Regions from separate parts of the Sus scrofa genome. Here region 1 is linked to region 2. A link is a contact called in public HiChIP or PLAC-seq data. All regions are on one chromosome and are shown on one strand. Each heading gives the region's core, a stretch centred on a gene start, on an enhancer-like site or on the middle of the called end of the contact. The rest is flanking DNA. Distances are from core to core; before and after follow the strand shown. Region 1 overlaps DUSP10 (dual specificity protein phosphatase 10). Region 2 overlaps LOC110255633 (a long non-coding RNA gene).

Region 1 (5,068 bases), core at 1,742-4,241, 140 kb before region 2:
CTCTGTTCCCGTCAGGCCCTCTTAGGTCACCAGCTCCTAGAAAGTGGACTCCTGCTTGGGATGCTTGGAAGACACGTTTCTAAGAAAAGACCAGCTTGAGCTGTGTAGTTCATGCAGGGGAAATGCCTTTACCAGTGAAAACCGGGAATGAGATGCAAAGTGTCCTGGAATCAGAGAAGACGCTCGAAACGCTTGCCATGGCTTGATTTCTACCCAGCTGGGCTGGCTCTGGGCACTTTGTGTACCGCTGCTCTGCCAGGCTTGCTCTGCAGAACTGCTCAGTTTCTTTCTTTTCTTTTTCTCTTTGGTCTGTTTAGGGCTGCACCTGCAGCATGTGGACATTCCCAGGCTTGGGGTCAAATTGGAGCTGCAGCTGCTGGCCTACACCACAGCCACAGCAACGCCAGATCTGAGCCGCATCTGCGACCTTCACCACAGCTCATGGCAACACCAGATTCCCGACCCACTGAGCGAGGCCAGGGATCAAACCTGTGTCCTCAAGGATACTGGCTAGGTTTGTCACCACTGAGCCACAAAGGAAACTCCCTTATGATTGTGTTTTCAAATGGTCTCAGAGTTAAGTAACTTAGGGTACTTAAGAGTTAGTGAGTGAGGAACCCAGAATTCCTGAGTTTAGGCCCTGCCTTCCACGCCTTCATCCAGGGGAGGTGAACATGCTGCTGGAATCATCCATCAGCTGTCTCGCCGTGTTCCAGGGCGGGCCAGCTGGCCGGGGCAGTACCCTCAGTACTGTGCCCTCAGCCCGATTTGGTGCTTAATAAATGTGTATAGAAATGGACACCTGAGGGCAAGGGGGGTCCCTCCTCCTGTTCCCTGACTCCCTCAGGCTCGTGCTCCCTCTTGAGCATCCTCTTCTCCTTCGTGGGTCTCTCCATCCCTTCTTACATAGGGTGTCTTAGAAGGAGGCGTGGAGGTGGAGAAAGGGTTAAGGTCCCCACGTGTGAATTGTTTTGGACCCCAGGTCTCGCTGCCGGGCATGGCTGTTTGTCACATTTAAGCCTGTCACTCCTGCAGGCTGCCTCTTCTCCATGAGCCTTTCCAGCCTCAGCAGTGACAAGATTTCGGAGCCTTCCTGCTAAACTCTCCTGGCAGGCCCTGCACCTGCCCTGCATGAGTCACAGCAGAATGACATCCTTTCAGGTGTTTTTGGTTAAGTTTCCTTTAATGATCTTTCAACCCTTTTCTCTCATTAGATTTTTTTTTTTTCTTTTTAGGGCCACACCCACAGCATATAGAAGTTCTCAGGCCAGGGTCTGAATCAGAGCTGCAGCTGCCCACGTTTACTGCAGCCACAGCAACACCAGATCAGAGCTGCATCTGCAAACTATGCTGCAGCTCGTGGCAATGCTGCATCCTGAACGCACGGAGTGAGGCCAGGGCTCGAACCTGCATCCTTGTAGATACTCGTCAGGTTCCTTACTGCTGAGCCACAACAGGAACTCCTCTCCCATTAGATTTATCTTCAGAGACTATATATATTTAAACAATTTTTTTAACACTTCCAAATTCCTAGGCTTATGCTGAGCGACACACAATACATACTTTACACCTGACTGGTGGCCCTTTGTCACGTCCTTCCCAAGTTGATTTAACCTTGAAACATTTATCGAGTGCCTGCTGTACGAGCCAGGCCTAGCTCTAGGTGCTGAGTGGTGACTACTTATCATTTCTGTTCATAACTGTTCTGTTCATAACTTATTAAGTCCTGGCAGTGACTCTGGGCGCCTCTTGGTACTGCTATTGGCCCTATTTTGCACATGAGGAAGCTAGGGTGCAGGAGGCGAGGACGTGGCCGAGATCAGCGGGCTGGAAGGGGCGGAGGCCAGCCGAGCCCCAGGGCAGTGATGCTGCGCTTCCTCCAAGACGGAGAATCGCCTGGCTTTCTTGGGGTCCATATGTTAACAATAACACTAAACAAATGAAGGAGGTAACAAGTGGTTTTTGATAAGTGATCGTGAAACTAAAATTTCACACTATTAATTAAAGAGCAGTAGCAGGGTCGCTATCCTTGGACACTGCGGAAGAGCCTCCTGAGAGGACCCTGTTTGAGCTGAGGTCTGAATCACCTAGTGAAGATGTAGGGAAGGGGGTTGCACGAAAAGGGAACAGCATGTGCAAAGGCCCTGAGGTGGGAGGCAGGTCCTGGCCTCTCATGGCCTAGGACAGGGGCTCTTCTTCTCCACTGTCCATCAATATACAATTTATTCACATCCTGCTGGAGCTGGAGAAATTCACAGAAGATCCAAACCCCTGATTTTCTAGAAGTGGCAAGAGAGGTCACAAAACCAGTCCCCAGTAGGACCTCGGTGCAGGCCGTAGGGCTATGTCCCCAGAGTCCTTGCTGTCAGGACTTCCAGCCCCCTGAGCAACGTTAGGCATAGCTTCCAGGGGATGTGGCTGGGAGATCTGACTGTGCCAGACGTGGGGTTCATCCCAGGTCACCTCTCCCGTTCCGCATGTCCCAGGTTGAACTGACCCGTTGCTTGGCTGGCCTGCCACTTAGCCTCAAGTCCACATTGACAAGCTATGATCCAAGCCTACCTACTCCAAGCCCGACTGGCCTCTTGGTGGATTTTTCTTCCCCTTCATCCCAGAAGGTGGTACATTTCTGGGGACACGATCGCTTGATCGCTTTTCACTTGATACAAACGTGTATCTGTCAGCGCGCAGAGGCCTCCCCTGGCTTCAGGCTGGCCTTTCCAATCTCAGCCATCCCTCGAGGGTCTGACCGTGGGGCTGGGCTGGACAGGTAAATCTCTATGTGGGGCAGTGTTCACGCCTGCTCTTTCTGGCCGTGTAGTCTTGATGCTCAGACTTGCTGAATGTTCTTGCCAAATACAGAATTCCGCTCGGTGACTTGAGGAGGTGTTGCTGTGCCTTTTGTGAACAGAAAACTCTGATTCAGGAAAACAATCCACATTTTGATGTTGACACTTGATCCTGTCCCCTGCCACTTCCTGAATTCCCTAAGCTACCGCCCTTTGACCTCCAGATGATACTAAAACACATCGTCATGAAAGCTGTTTGTTTGGACATGGGGCTTTCATTCACAGTGGGCGGGAGGCACATGCCGTTTTTGCTGGGAGCTTCCCTGCGCCAGTGCAGTACAGGGACCATCTGGGCTACCCTTCCATAACCCTGCCCTGCTTCCTGCCCTCCCTCCCCTCCTCCTGCCATGGATGTTTCCAGATGACCTCTGTGCACGTAATTTCCAATGGGAATGTTTCACGGTAGAAATATGCTCTCTCTTGAGGCTTGCTCTTGATATTTCTAGAGATTTATTTAATTGGACTCTACTTAAATCCCCTTGGGAAACATACTTTTGCTGTGAAGTTGTGATGTGTTTAATTTGGGGTCTAAGATAAATGTCGGTCCTTGGGGGAGGTGGATGATTAGGCAAGAGTGTTCCTTTTGTTCAGGGGGCCTGTTTAGTGACTGGCTTTCCTGGCTTTCCTCTGTTTGTTGGTTTAGCAAAATGCTTCACTATTTAAACTCCGGCACCGCAAAGCAAAGAATGTTCTCCCTCTCTTCACGGAATTAAACAGTCATGCAGAGCTTGGCTTGAGCCCTTGGGGGGCATATGGCTTCATGTTTTATGGCACTCTCCTGGTAAAGGCTCCCCTCTCCAGCCTTCCAGTATGATCTCATGGATTCTTCTCCCCTCCCTTAATCCTCCTTGATGGATTGCCTGGTATTGAGCTTTTTGGTGAAGACAGGAGCTGCAACCCTAACATGGTATTGAGTGGCTGCCCCCAAACCCAGACATTCTCTAGCTAAGCTGTTCTTCCCCCCAGGGAGATGCTGCAGGGAGGGTGTAACTGATGAAGAGGCCTGTGTCTTTGGGACGAAGGGGGCTCCTGGGCTTGCAGCTGGCTCGTGAAACGAAGGTTTGGGAAGATTCTGTGGGCTTGCCCCTTATGAGCATGCCCATCCTTTAGGCACCAACACATCTTGACCTCGGGTCCATTTCTGGCTTGACTTTCAGACATGGTATCAGGTTGGGTTGGCTCCCAAGGGTCAGATTCTCAGGCAGTCCACAGGTTTGGTGTGGTTCTTCAAATGTAAGAATTATAATTTGTATTTCTACCAAGTAAGCTAGCCTGGGTATTAAAAGTGGTTCCCTGTTTGTATGTTGGGGCTGCTGTAACAAACCACCATGATCTGGGTGGCTTCAAGAGCAAACATTTATTTTCGCAGTGTTCTGGAGGCTGGAAGTCCAAGGTCACCGTGCTGGGTGCACAGGTTCTGGTGTGCTCTTCCAGGCTTGCAGATGGCCACCTTCTTGCTTAGTAGGAGACGGGGAGAGAGAGACCAAGCTCTCCCGTGTCTCATCCTATGAGGGCACTAACCCTCAGTGTGAGGACCCCACCCTGCTGACCTCATTAAACCTAATCATCTTCCAAAGGCCCCCATCCCCAAATACCTTAGGGGTTAGGGTTTCAGCATGTGAATTCAGTCCCATAGCAGGTGCAAAACATGAATTCTGCACAAGAAAGGGTATGAATTTCATCCAGGTTGGGGAATATAGGTAAATCACACCCTCTGATAAAGTAACTTTTTTCTGGCTCTCTCGTTCTCTCCTTATTTTATTTTATTATTTTTTTGTCTTTTTAGGGCCACACCTGCAGCATATGGAAGTTCCAATGCTAGGGGTCCAATCAGAGCTGCAACTGCCAGCCTATAGCACAGCCACAGCAACACCCGATCTGAGCCACGTCTGTGACGTAAACCACAGCTTGCAGCAAGGCAGGATCATTAACCCAGTGAGCGAGGCCAGGGATCAAACCCGCATCCTCATGGATACTAGTATGCTTCATTACTGCTGAGTCACGATAGGAACTCCTCTCCTTATGCTTTTCAAACTCATATCGATCAAGTGTTATAGGCTCCTGCCCATGCAGGAGCGTCCCACTGAATTTAGAGTAAAACCCAGCTGCTAAATGGCCTAAGAGACCCTCTGCAGTTTCCTTTCCTCCTCTGGGCCCCGTCTTCCGCTCATTCTGCCTCCGCACTGTCACTGTCCCTTTGAGCCATCCCAATCTCAGTG
Region 2 (4,411 bases), core at 1,151-3,650:
TCACAGTTACATGAGGCCAGTCGGACAATATCTCAGGGAAAGAAAGCTCGACTCATAAACTGGTTGATTCCAGCCACTTCTCGCAATGCCTTCATTTGGACAAAGGCTCGTCTTCCCTACATTTGGGGAAAGACTGGCTTTCGAAAAGGGTATTCGTCTAAGTTTTCATGAAGGAAAACCCAATATATGATTTATTTTCTCCTAAGCTTCCATGAAGCTAATTTTTAATTAATCTTTGCACCACAAAGCTGCTGAGACTTTTTTTTTCTATCAATACTCAGGAATCCATATATGCGATGTAAAATTACTTAACATTGTCCATAAACAAACAAACAGTCTACAACCAGAGTCTCCCAATAAGAGAAAACTCGATCACCTAGGGTGAATTTTCACATTAATATTCCTTATCCCCTAGAACCAGCCATTGACTCTTTATTTCTGGTTTATTTCATGCTATCCTCAGAAGTCATTTATATTTTCAAACTTATTTTATATTCTGGTCAGAAACTAGAGTTTGGAAGAAGAAAAAAGAAAAAACCCACTAAATTTATAATGAGAAGCTACAAAAAAGTGGTGGTGTCTGTCTCATCCAGAGGCGCTTTTGAACAAAGGCCTACTTCCCCTTTGGGTAGAAATACCCACCATCTCTTCTGAGATGCCAAGAGAGATGCTATAGAAGCCACTTGATGCCGGCAGTCATCCCCTGAATCGTCCCTGCCTGCAGGGATGCAGGGATGCAGGGATGCAGGGATGCAGGGATGCAGGGATGCTCAGAGGTCCCTCTTTACTCCATCCACCCAAGAGGAGTGGGATCGAGGGAGAATAGGAGACTATACTTGGTAGTTTGCCAGAATGTAAATTCTGACCCAAGCCGCTTGTTAGAAACTGAGCAACAATGACTTTGGGGTCTTCAGGATGCTAGCTGATGCCCCCCAGGTAAATCTTGCATGGGTTCCTGCTGCTTCCCCTATTTTCTTGTTGGGTGACCGGTTACAAGGTCTCAAGAGGTAACTGTTCTCTTTTACACTCATTTTCCTCAGCAATGTGTGGACTCCGTTCCTCTATAGAGAACAGTAGAGTCTTCTGAATAAATATTAATGAAATGGACGGAAGCTCTTCCTCTCTTCGACGTCTTTTATCTTGTTAAGCCCACGGAAAAGTCTTTCTTCAAAGACTCAAAAGAAGGGTATCTCCCGCTTCTTAATAAGCAAACCATCCAAGTGATAGAATCCTGTACCTTAAGAAACAATGCAGAGGAAAACCTCTCTAAATGTGACCTTTCGGGTGACAGGAGGACCAGGAATATTCCAGGTCACAAAATCTGCTGAGGATAGTGAAAATAACAGCTCTTCTTTCTAATTGACAGGTAATTGGCTCCAGCAATGATTAGTCAAATTACCACATGCTTCTTTAAATGGAAAACTTCCAGCAGGTATTTGTTACTGATAGTTACCTGAGTGAGGGGCTGCTTCAAAAAAGAAGGCAGAGGAGTTCCCGTTGTGGCTCAGTGGTTAACGAACCCGACCAGGAACCATGAGGTTGCGGGTTCAATCCCTGGCCTCGCTCATTGGGTTAAGGATCTGTTGTTGCTGTGAGCTGTGATGTAGGCTGGCGGCTGTAGCTCCAATTAGACCCATAGCCTGGGAACCTCCATATCCCATGGATGTGGCCCTAAAAACACATAAAGATAAAAACAAACAAACAAACAAAAAGAAGGCAGAGGAGTTCACGGCAAAGACAAATAGGAGATTGGGTGTCACCATTCACCGAAGATAAATCTGAAATAAATATGAATTCTTCTGCAATTAGACCATAAACAATTAGGGGAAAATGCATTAATAAAAATTGGATTTGCTGTAACTATTTTCTAAAATGAAGCACCTCCGAAACTTCTTCCTTTTTGTAACAGTATCTGCCCCGTGGCCTGTGGCCTCTCCCCAAACAACTGTTAATAGCTTGGTCCCAGGAAAAGCAATACTATATTTCTAGCCTGTGTGGTGGGACTGGTTGCCTAGCATTGCGGTAAATTTTACCAAACAGTTGGCAGAAGGATCAGACCAGCTTGGCTAAATGAATTCAGCCATCACGTAAGACTGCAGGGCATATTAAGAAGGCATGTCCCTCAGAGCATTTGATACTTTCCTGTTACAGCCCCCCATCCCCCGGTATAATGCTTTGGCTGAGCAGGACGTAATTCGATATTAAACGAGGTTCTTGTTAAGTAGATACAATGAAATAATGCTGAGTTTTTGTTGCATTAGCAGAGGTAAATGCATTTTATTAGCACTCATTAGAAGGAGGGAAAACTTGGAGCTAAGGATTCATTAGCCGAAGGCGGCCCCTGCGAGGTAGAGCGACTGAACTGTTTGGGGCCAGAGGAAGGGGACCCGGCCACACGCAGCAGGTTCTGAAAGCCTGGCCTCCCTCCATCCACCCTAAGTCAGATGTCTGAGAACAGTGTGGGGTAGAAATGTTAGCTTCAACCGCGGGCCAGCTGAAAATATGCGTTTCTTTCGAAAGCTGTTAATTTGACAAGAGGCAGAAGCCCCAGAAAGAAAGTACAATCATGATTTATGCTTTAGATTCAAAAGGAAGTCATTTACTTGGGGATTTGGAAAAAATGCTACCAGCTCTCCAATTCTGAAGATACATCATGAAATCTGCTTTTATTCTACGTTGTTGTTAGGAAAAACCACACACACACACACACACACAACACCCCCCCCACACACAATTTCTCTAAAAAAAAATTCCCCCCAAAACAAAATTAATATGACGAAGCTGGGGTTTTTTTTTGGTCTTTTTTTTTTGCCTTTCCTAGGGCCGCTCCCGCGGCACATGGAGGTTCCCAGGCTGGGGATCTAATCAGAGTTGTAGCCGACGGCCAACACCAGAGCCACAGCAACACAGGATCCGAGCCTTGTCAGCGACCTACACCACAGCTCATGACAACGCCAGATCCTCAACCCAAGGAGCAAGGCCAGGGACCGAACCTGAAACCTCATGGTTTCTAGTCGGATTCGTTAACCACTGCGCCATGACAGGAACTCCAGATGAAGCTATTTTTTTGTCTTTTTTTTTTTTTTCTGGGCAGCACCCATGGTGTATGGAGGTTCCCAGGCTAGGGGTCAAATCTGAGCAGCAGCTTTGGGCCTGCACCACAGCCACAGCAACGCTGGTTCCTTAACCTACTGAGCGAGGCCAGGGATCCAGCCTGTGTCTTCGTGCATAAAAGTGGGGTTCATTACTGCTGAGCCACAAAGGGAACTCCATGAAGCTATTTTTGTTTAATCACACTTCACCAAACACAGTTTTAAGCTAAAGGACTGAATGATAATACATTTTCGATAACCTTGGAACATCAGAATCTGGGGGTTTCGTCGTCGTGTCATGTCTCTTCGACGCAGCTCTACAGAGTGTTCGGTTTTATGAAGACATCCAGCTACGGGTCTACTGTTAACTCTTAAGACATCTCTGCTCACCAGCGTCTGTCTCTGGGTTGCCAGCCTCCCACTTCGCATCATCTCCTGGAGCCCTACCCGGGCTGTTCTCCAAACCTAGCGCCAACCAGATCCATCCCTGGTCCTTCCAAGGCCCTCCCTCCCATTCTCCCTCTGGCATCTTCACGGCCATCCTGGGTTGCAACTTCAGCATCATTATTATTGTTTTTTATGTTCCCATGCAGTCAGCTTACTAACTCTCTAGACCTGACCTCTGCAACGCCCTTCGAGCACCCTCTCTTCTCCATCGTCCCTCGGCAGGTCAGCCCTCCCCTGGATGTCACTGGGTCAGTTGCCACAACCTCAACAACGGACAGGGTCTCTCTTCCTGTTTTCCTCCAGGACACTCCATCTTACTCACAGATGCCAGAGTCATTTTCCAGGATCACAGCTCCAAATGGGCAGCTTTTCTTGCCTGAACTCTTCAGTGGGCTTCTACTGTTTTGTCAAATGAGTGTGATGTCATCTGTTGCAGAGCTGTAAAGCTCAAAGAAGTTAACAGAGCCAGCCCACACCCAGCGGTTAGCTCAGAGGGAGAGCTCGGCAGTGGGTAGCTTTGATAACCTGTTGTCCACACCCTTGCCGCAACCAAGCTGAACTGCGCATGCTCGCCGTACGTGCGGCCTGTGGCTCCTTTTCCTTCCCTGCTCTCGTTCAGATCGCTTGGCCGGGAGAACACTGTCCGCGTCCCCCCACATTCAAATTGGATTTAGTCTCTGAGACCCACCTCCAGGGAAGGGGTACATGTCAAGGACTCCTCCTGATCTCAGCAACTCCAGCCCTTCAGTGAGAGTTCTTTAATTATTCTTGTGACTTTCCTTTTTTTGGGTCTTTTTGGGGCCGCACCTGAGGCATACGGAGGTTCCCAGACTAAGGGTCCAATCGGAGCTGCAGCTGCTGGCCTACGCCAC

The links. HiChIP or PLAC-seq counts read pairs in DNA pulled down with a chosen protein or histone mark.
Region 1: a contact with region 2 is called in an H3K27ac HiChIP or PLAC-seq map of skeletal muscle. The contact joins two enhancer-like sites. A contact is called at or near these places in 3 of 47 Hi-C or Micro-C datasets (embryonic fibroblasts, psoas muscle and skeletal muscle) and 1 of 2 datasets of contacts at active chromatin or transcription factors (skeletal muscle).

What each region holds. Positions count from the first base shown.
Region 1 is chr10:10,882,169-10,887,236 of Sscrofa11.1, reverse strand. The region is part of intron 2 of DUSP10 (dual specificity protein phosphatase 10); the gene reads left to right. Among named protein-coding and RNA genes, the nearest start is that of DUSP10, 21 kb to the left of the region's middle. Within about 2 kb of position 2,991, at least 9 of the 83 cell types and tissues checked have an H3K27ac peak or open chromatin away from gene starts, as enhancers often do. A contact at or near this core is called in skeletal muscle, where this site is marked.
Region 2 is chr10:10,739,255-10,743,665 of Sscrofa11.1, reverse strand. All of the region lies in intron 1 of LOC110255633 (a long non-coding RNA gene), which reads right to left. Among named protein-coding and RNA genes, the nearest start is that of DUSP10, 160 kb to the left of the region's middle. Within about 2 kb of position 2,400, at least 4 of the 83 cell types and tissues checked have an H3K27ac peak or open chromatin away from gene starts, as enhancers often do. A contact at or near this core is called in skeletal muscle, where this site is marked.